Regions from separate parts of the Culex quinquefasciatus genome. Here region 1 is linked to region 2. The links are chromatin contacts, called in public Hi-C maps. All regions are on one chromosome and are shown on one strand. The core of a region is the stretch at or near the end of the contact, and the rest is flanking DNA. Distances in the headings are between cores, read along the strand shown. Region 1 holds the start of LOC6041369 (calcium-activated chloride channel regulator 2). Region 2 holds the start of LOC6041357 (calcium-activated chloride channel regulator 1).

Region 1 (5,077 bases), core at 2,328-4,827, 360 kb before region 2:
AACGGAACGGTGGGGGAAAAAAAGCAAAATCAAGCTGTTTGTGAGATTGCAGAGAAGCTTTTCCACCCTCCAACTCCGGTTTTACACCCACACAACTTACAATTTCCAGCTGCAAAACGCTTTATTGAGCACCATTGTGTGTTGTGATGACTGCTGCAGCAACAGAAGGAAAAGCTCGCTTACACAATACACAGCTGCAGTTCGATGGGAATAAGGTCAGTTGCACTTTCCGGACGAACGCGGGAAAAAAGGATGATGATGCTGTTGTTGTTGTTGTTGTAAGTGCATCGGGATGCAAGCGAGCGTACAAATAGTGCATTCTTGTTGCCACTGCTGCTCCGCACTGATCGATTATGATGGTTCAAAGATTTTCGATCGACTGGGGATTGTGTGTGTGTGTAAGTGTGTGCGCTGTGAAAATTGTTTGCAGTGCAGCAGGAGCTTCCAAACAGGAAAATTTATTTGATATTTGTGCTGCCTGAAGTGTTGTAAATACTTAAGTTGACAAAATGATTCGTTATGCAAAAGGAGATATCATCGAAAGTAGAAATCTAGAGTTTTATTTGAAAAGATCCTATGAGAAACATGAGCTATTTGGTTTCATATGCTTATAGGACCTATTAAAAAATCTAGAAATGTGCTCCAATTGAAATCAATAACTGTCCAATAGGCTGACAAGAAAAAAAATAAAATTTGGAAAATAAGAGATGCCCCCTGGCTCGATTCTTTGGGTTAATATAAGTAACTTTGTCAATTTTTAGCCAAATCGGTTAAGAGTTAAGGGAAATCGTATGAAAAAATCGAAGAAAAAAACATATGGGGAAAAGCAAAAATTTCAAAATTCCACCAATAGGTGACGTCAAATGTTTCCGACAATGTCAAGTGTGAGAATCTTATGTGAAATTTTATGACAAACAACTTTGTCCAAGATTGCAAAACGATCTGAGTTGACCCTGATGAGTTATTAACGATTTAATGAGGACGTTTTTGTATGAATTTATTTTTATTATCATAAAAATCGAACCTTAACCTTTAACCGATTTCACTCAAAATTATCACAGTTTCTTATTTTTGCCTAAGGAATCGCATAAGGGGGTATCCCTGATGTAGATTTTTATATTGTCACCTTACCTTCCAATATACAGACACATCTGTTTGTCTTTTCGAGCAACATTATCAAATATTTGCATCACAGCCTTTTTCGTAAATTGATTCTTTTCAAGGTTGCAGCAATTTAATAAATCGCTTATGCTTATCGAGCAATTAATAATAGGGGTGGCGTGTATTTTTATTTTAACCACTTTTTGATACGATGCAACGGCTTCGAGATACAGTAATTTTAAATTGCAAAATACCAAAATATTTAAATACCTTACGCCCTTCTTAAATGTTATTTTCGAGTACTATTGGCTTCATATACACAAAAATTGCTTATATAGGCCTAGGATAACATGTCTGCAAAGTTTCACTGAAATCGGAGAGGGTCGGGTACAAAAATACCAGAAAAAATCCTGATTTGAGCTGGAATTGCTCTTATAATGAAAAAAACTGTATGAAATTTGAATTGCTTTGCGTAATGTCAAAACTAATCGTTCTCAAACTTTGGGAAGTTACGCTCTTCTCAAATATTATTTTCGAGTACTATTGGCTCCATATACACAAAAATGGCTTATATAGGCCTAGGATAACATGTCTACAAAGTTTCATTGAAATCGGAGAGGGTCGGGTACAAAAGTATTGGAAAAATTCCTGATTTGAGCTGGAATTGCTCATTATTTTTTTGAATGGATGTAAATCTCTCTGTATTTTTTTAACGTCAGTTTCTTAAGTTAAAGCAAATTTGCCTTTTCGATTGCATTACATTACAGAAATTATTATAAAATGCTTAATTTTCAAGACATAGCTACAAAAAGTCTGATTTTATCTAAACAATTTGAGTGATTCGATATTTAAAATAGTATTTCCACCTCTGATTTTTTTTTTCGAGGAGTTCAGAAAATTTCCTGGAAATTTGTCGATGAAATTTTCCTGTGGTTGCCGAGGTTAGTATAAAAGCACTTTATCAAAACTTCTTTTCGATTGCAAATTTGTTTCTACATTAAAACGATAGTCAGAAAAGGGTTCAGTAAAAAACATTTTCTTAACATTAATCGGCGTTATGCATAACAGCTGAATTTACAAACGTTTTGTTTACAGCTAAAAATTTGTGGGTTTTTGTTAATTAGCTCTTTCAGGCTTAATTGACCATATATGGCTCAAAAATTGAAATTTCCAAAAGTAGCCTATAATTTTCGTATCATTTCACATCACTAACTAAAAATTTTTTTTTTGAAAATTCAGGCTCGAAAGGGTTATAACATTTAAAATAAAAAAACACACAGGTTTTGGGACGAAATACCAAAAACTTTGCCGAAAACATGAAATCGATCAGATTTGTTTTGCCAAGTGATACAGATTTTCGAATACAGTCCAGACTGAATTATTCAATAGCCTTGGCAAAATCTCACTTCGGATAAATGATCGAAACATAAAAAAAACTTTGTTTTGTCTTATTTTCGTTTGTCGAGTATAAGTTTGCATTAAAATACTCTAAAGTGATTTAGAAATTTTTATCCAAGATGGCGATGATGAAATATTGAAAAAATGCATCTTGCAATGAAACGCCAATCAACCATTTAAATTTGACAAAATTAGGGTCGCATTACTCGAATTTGATGTTAAAAATAAGAAAATAAAAAAATCGAAAAAATGGTGTGTTCATGATCCGATTATCCGAAGTTCCATTTATACCATCAGATAGTTGAACTTTGGATAATCTAAATTTCGGATAATCGAGGCTGTGGATAATTGAGTTTGGACTGTTTTTACGTTGCATTTCAAATCATTACGTTCCATTTTTGTACGAATCCTTGTTTGGGTAAGCCAAAGACACAAAATTTCATGTTGGTCACAGGGACGATCCCTACAAAATATGAAGAAAAAAATCAAGAAATCGATCTATTTCGTTAAGAACTGCTCAAGAATATTTAGGTTATTTCTGTTTTTCGAGAGGTGTAAATCATTCTTGTATGAATTGTTTTGACATTATATAGAAGTAAGTTTATGATTATGAGAGATATAGAAGTGAGATTATGAAATCCCATTGCATTCATTGTATTGTTTGAAGAACATACAATTCCAGTTAGAATTCATGTTGCCTGCTTAGCATAACTTCATTCCCCCTGTTCCATGTCGCGCAGCATAACTTCATCCCGAACGCTACATACGATTGTCCTTAGCTACACCCAATGTGCAACATACCGGAGGTCATTCCAAGCCCAGTGAATCCTACCACGCCGTTGTTAGTCATCCCTTCATCCTACACACACACCGCATGTGACGGCGACCTTCACTGCTTCGAAAGCATAATCAAAACAAACCGATTCATCGGCCGGCATCGCAGCAACTTCGGGTGAACTTCGGCGATGAACCGTTTTTCCCATGTTCTGCTTTCCACACCCGATCCGTAAACCTTGCATAACCCACAAGCGTCGCGGGTGAAGGAAGAAGATGCTTATGCTGGCTCGGTTTAGTCCGCAGTTGACGTTCGTTGCGTTTGGACGTTCCCTCGATACTCTGTTCGACACCACGTTACCGCGGTGGGCAGTTAGATTAGTGAGAGAAGATCTTTCTCTGCGGGAGGAGAAGACAAGTGTGGCGTGGCGCAGAATTTGTGGTCGCGTGGTGCTTTTCACGTGCTGCCGCTGCAGTAGAATCTCCAGCTGCTGCTCCAGCTTCTTGAAGTGTAACACATTTTTGTGTGTGCTGGGAGGAATTTGAACAGATACGATACGTTGCGTACGCAACTCGTTCACAGGAATTGTTCGAGTGTACCTTACCGCGGTCGGTGTGGTTCGGCTTTTGGGGTGTATTATTTGATTTTGGGTTTTGGGTCAGCGGTAGACCACGAGACCTGGCCTGGCACAGCTGTGGCACAAGTGAGAAGCCTAAAAATAACACCGGAGATCCCTCGTCGAGTGGGCTGTTTGTGTGCGCGGGGGATTGTTTTCAACCCGAGTGAGAGCAAGGGGGAGGGTGGCAAGAACATCAACAACTCCTCGAACCAGAGGCGCTCCACTGCGGTCGTCGGGATGATGAGTGTCTACGCGATAGTACCTGCAGCAGTGAAGCTCGTAAGCCGGTGGATTTTCGCTCGGAATTGAACACAGAAAACCGTGGGATTCAGTAACACACGTGTGATAGTGCTTGGATTTTTTTTTTTATATTTTCGGGAAAATTGAAAACAAAAACGTTGACATTCGAACGGAACCACTTGTGTTAGCATAAAAGTGAGCATAAAAGCTACGCGATTAGCATTCGGCAAAATGCTACTTCCTACGTTTGTGGCCCTGCTGCTGGTGGCCTACAACAGCCGGCCGGAGGCTTCCGCCGCCAGTCTGGCCTCGGCCAGCTCAGTTTATGTGGAAAAATCCGCGTACAAAAATGTCGTCATCGAGATAAGGGATAACGTGCCGGTGGAGAACTGCCAAACGATTCTGCACAATGTGGAGGTATGTACGAGCTCTTTCATAACACACAGATACCGCATGGCAATGAGTGAGTTATGCTGAGGCTCTCGGTCTTATGTGATGAGCACGACAGCGTGCATAACATTGCGAAGCTTCCGGGGGTTGCGCGGTTGCAGGGGGAAAGTCACTTTGATTTCCACGCTTTTTTAATGCTAATTGAGAGCGCTTGCACAGCGCAGATAGCGCACTGTGGTGGTGGGACATATTGTCGGAAAAAGCACAATGAGCTCTTTTTGTTTTGGGTTGACATGGCGGACAGCAGCACTGTCAGCGTGGGGATTTTCGATGTTTGAGATGGGTAATTGTTTCTGATGGGAGATTGATTAATTTGGCAGGTTTTGGGCATCACAGCGCAGCGGTTGTCAATTTGCTGGGATTTGCAGTGTAGGGGTGGTGTATTTTTGGATGCTTGAATTTGTTTTATTTTTTGCAGTGAAGCATCAGTTTCAGTTTGAACGTTATGTTGCTTGTGATATCGTCAGAACGCTACTCTGCGCATGTTTACATAA
Region 2 (4,486 bases), core at 345-2,844:
AACTTCGATTTTTTACAAAAATAACTATTTTTTTAAAAATTCATAACTAGGCGGCAGATTTTTTGACCATGTTTCTCTATGGCTCAAAAGTTGTGGATTGTTGTCCCCTAAAACATATAAAAAAATCTCGAAAATCAAAAAATACGCATTTTGGGAAATTGAGTTTTAGTGAAAAAAAAGTTGATAAAAACATCTGCAATTTTTTTTTCGTGTACCTATTTTTTTCTCAAAAGTCCTCAACCATACCCACAACTTTGCCCAAGACACCGAATTGATCAGAAAATTCACTCAAAAGTTACAGCTGTTTGAATATTTACATACCATTTTTGTATGGACAGCAGCCAAAACTGTATTGTATGGATGAACCAATCATACAAAATAGTTTATTTGGTCATAGGGAAGGCCCCCACAAAGTTTGAGCCAAATCAAAAAATACAAATAAAATCCATTTCCGGTTTTGGTAGAGAATTGCTCCCATATAAACTTCAACGATAGAAAGCGACCCTTAACCCTCTACTGATTTGGCTCAAAATTGGACAGATACTTATTTTGCCCAAGGAATCGAGTCAAAGGGTATCCCAGATGTCGATTTTTTGATTGTCACCCTAATGGAGAGTTTTACGGACCAATAATTCGGTTTTAAGGGAGCATTCCACAGTGTATCAGCAAATTAAAAAAAAAGAAGAATTGCTCAGCATTGAAAAGGCATCAGTGATTTCTCGCTAAGTATGATATTCAAAATCCCATTTACATCTCTCGTGTGAAAACGCGCGTCTTTCTTTCCCAAAACATCTCACCCCCGTTAAAAACCATCGCGCTTAATCTATTCCAATCGCGTTCGTTCTAACTCGCAATAAAGATCTGATTTTGGTAAAAACGAACTTTTGCGCGATAAAATAAACTATCTCAGTTAATGCGCCATTGATTCCATTGAACAGATGTAGTTGGTAGCTGGTATTCTCATTCCCATCGTAAAGACGCGACGAGTTAAACGATTTAACCTGTTGTGTAGAGTCGAATTAAGAGCGATATAGCGATTGTCACCGAATTGCACAGTTTGATCACGTCCGATGCAAGTCACGCAAAACTCATAGTCATTGAGAAGCTCGGCGTCAATTTGATGGGTCAGCAGATTCGGTGGCATTCCTAGCTGAAGTTGTCTTCTTCGTTTTGTCACGATCAAATTCATTTCAATGGTCCAACAAGAAGCTACAGTCGATTCATCACAATGCAACATCTTACCGCAGTGCAACATTACCTTGCTACATGTTCATCATTTCATTTTACTCATGAACCATACAGTGAACTTTTCATAGATTTACCGCGTTTACCCGAAGCAAACCCGAACACCGCATGAACCCGCTCCATGCGCCGTTCATTCATGTTCCAATGTTGCACAAACGCGTCGTTCTTCGCCGGTTCTTCGTTTTCACCCACAAGTTCATTCGCGATCGTGCGCACGTTTCCTAAAGCCTCTGTTCTTCTTCAGTGAATGAATGAACATTTGACGGGTGAAGCGGGTGGATCCGCGAAGGGTGGGTTAAATGTTTTTTACTACTCGCCTACTGCGGGCTGCTTCGTTCGGCGCGCGTTTAGTTCGCTGTTGACGTCCGTCGCAAGTGCACGTGTATTGCGCGTTTCGCTGGGGATTTTGCGCTCGTTTGTTTCGCGCGATTCATTCCGCCGCGCGTGCACGTAACGAATTCGCCGGCAAAACAAAAAAAAAAGGCCAGCAGCAGCATTGTAAAATCGGAGAAGAATTGTTTGGGTGGAACAGTGTGCGTTGTGTGTCCACCAGACCGTTACGAGGAAGAATAGAACCGGGTTTGTGGTCCACCGGGGAGTGGATCCGTGGGGGCATCACTGGTGTGAAACGGTTCTAAATGGGGAGCTTTAGTTCGGCTCTGACAGATGAGTGAAGTGCGGAGAGGTTCGTTGCTTCGCTGAAGTTACTGAGGAAATTACTTGTGATAACACTGGGGAAAAACCGGAACGTACCTATAGTGGTAATAACTGATAAGCAAAGTAAAAACATAAACATCCAGCGTGGTTCCACCTGGCCACAGGTGAAACACCGGTTAAAAAAAACGTCGCGAATACGGCGCAAAGTAGAGTGAAACGAAAGTGTCAAGCCACGTTAAAGCCCGCGGGTACGGTACATGAATATAGATCCAATTATTCTGGCCCGGAAGCGCCCACTGGAGCGTGAAGTACGCGGTTCGTAGCGGGCCCTAAAAGTGGCGCGTGTGCGCGAAATTCACTACAAACCAGCGCCGAATGTGTAAAATCATCAATTTTTGGCGGATTATTACGCCGATTAAGCACGGTCGGCCACCGAATAGTGCCCAACTCTACAACAGCGTGTTGTTGTGATTTCCACCATCCAAGTGTTGTTTGTAGCACACCGAAGAGCGAAGAATAACAAATCAAAACAAACCCTCGATGGATTCAACGCAAAAACGGACCCCGTTCGTTCCGTGGTGAGGTTTCGTCAGGTTTCCATGGTGACTTTCTTCAAACAAAACCTGGCCAACTTTGTCGGAGGATTATCGATTTTGCCCACAGTCTGTTACAACGACACAGCGTTTGCTTTGATGAAACCGAAAAGAATCTGACACGAAAGTAGTGCATTGTATGTAGTTTTAGCGTGCGACGTGTAGAGTGACACGAAATTCGTGAGTGTAACAGAATCCACCGGGAAGAACATGACTCGAAGGGGCCACATCTTGCCAGCACTCAGCTGCTGGCTGCTGCTGTTAGTGACAGTTCTAGGCCTGATGCCAGGATCGTCCTCGTCCTCGTCGGTGTACATCGACAAGTCGGCCTACCGGAACGTAGTCATCGAAATACGGGACAATGTGCCCGTGGAGAACTGCCAATCGATCTTGCACAATCTGGAGGTTAGTAAGAACGAGCGAAGCCTAGGTTTTTCTTCTTTGAAACCATAGTGAGGGAGGGCTTTGGGTTGAAATAAATCAAACCTTTGGCGATAATCCCAGTGTGAAACGAAAATGCTCGAAAATTCCTCAGATGTCGAGCGCTCGTTCATGTTGCGTTGGCACGAAAACTCTATTCTTTCCGAATACTGGTCGTACTTGGTGCTGTTTGGCTATCGACTTTATTGTTTGGACTTGGTTTGGACAAAATCTTTTGGGGCCACGGTGCAATTAAAAGGGATTTCCAGTATAAATCATGTTTATGCAATGATTAATATGGTAATTTCAACGCTGGATTTGGATGTAAAGCAAACGAATGCAAATTATACAGTAGTTTAATATGATATTCTTGGCACAGATTGTTCCATAGATTATTCTAATAGCAGTATTTTTATAATATGGCTATTCTTTTAAAATCAAAGATGTCTAAAAGTCATTTGCGTATTTTTTTTTATTTGTTATTTTTGGAAATAAAATCTACCATCTCATTTACAAAACAGCATCCTTCATTAACATTTTGATTAATTTTTTTTATATTTGGTACCATTAAACAAAAAATAATCAAAATTCTAAATCACATTACAGTAGTTAAGAAGTCATTCTTTTGCTCAACAATCAAAAATAAGATAAAATTTTGTTAAGTGCTGATACGATTATTCGAAGTGATTTTTTTACGTCGGATAATCGAGTCTGGACTGTAATTGTATTAAGGTTTTCTAAAGTTAAAGAAATCCTAATTCAAAAAATAAATACATGATATAAGAAAGTCAAAGCATGCCCCAATTTAAAAGAAGTTACAACCGATTTAAATTGTTGTCTTTCAGAAAATTAGGTGTATCAATATTGATTTGTTTCAAAAACATTGCAATTTCATTGTATATATTTTAAATTATTATTTTTTTTGTTCTCAGTTATTTAAGCTCTTTTCAATCTTTAAAACACCGATGATGAAAATAAAAAGAATATGATTATGAAATCTTGATATTTTTGGATGATATTCTGACAAACCTAAACTGTAATAATGTGTTTAGAATATAATAACATTTTTTTTTTAATTTTCACGTCTCAATTTTACGTCAACAACTTACACAATACACGTTCGATTCATGTTCACAATAATTTTTAAACAATTTCTCACGAATTTTCTTAAAATATGATTTTCGTAAAGTCTTTAACAAATCATTGCTGTTTTAATTTAAATCAATCAGGAATGAGAACTGATATTTTCCGAAAACTCAACACTCAGCATTGGTGGGTTCAATTTGAACAAATCTCGTTAGTAAAAAATGTTTGAAATAAATTAATTGAATACTAATCGCTCGAAACAATGATAATATTTTTGCAGTAAAATCTAAGGTTTTTAAATTAATTTCTGTTCCAATTCTTCGTTGCTGCTAGGCAAAAAAAAAACATAGTATGACGTATCAAGCCACAGAGGTGAAATATTTTTGCTAATAAATCTAATCAAATCTTTCTTTAAAAAAAAATAGAAAGCATATGGTTTGCTGAATTCTTCCATAAACTCAACGGAAAATAAGGAATTTTAAAAT

The links. A called contact is a pair of places that touch in the nucleus more often than the background predicts.
Region 1: a contact with region 2 is called in a Hi-C map of whole body, with 4 times the contacts expected there. The contact joins the promoter of LOC6041369 here to the promoter of LOC6041357 in region 2. A contact is called at or near these places in 2 of 2 Hi-C or Micro-C datasets (both in whole body).

The regions. Positions count from the first base shown.
Region 1 is chr1:45,934,885-45,939,961 of VPISU_Cqui_1.0_pri_paternal, reverse strand. It overlaps LOC6041369 (calcium-activated chloride channel regulator 2), which reads left to right and starts at 3,577. Exons shown (of 3, transcript XM_038266900.1): 1 at 3,577-4,550. The coding sequence starts at 4,365.
Region 2 is chr1:45,574,391-45,578,876 of VPISU_Cqui_1.0_pri_paternal, reverse strand. It overlaps LOC6041357 (calcium-activated chloride channel regulator 1), which reads left to right and starts at 1,594. Exons shown (of 3, transcript XM_001850579.2): 1 at 1,594-2,900. The coding sequence starts at 2,706.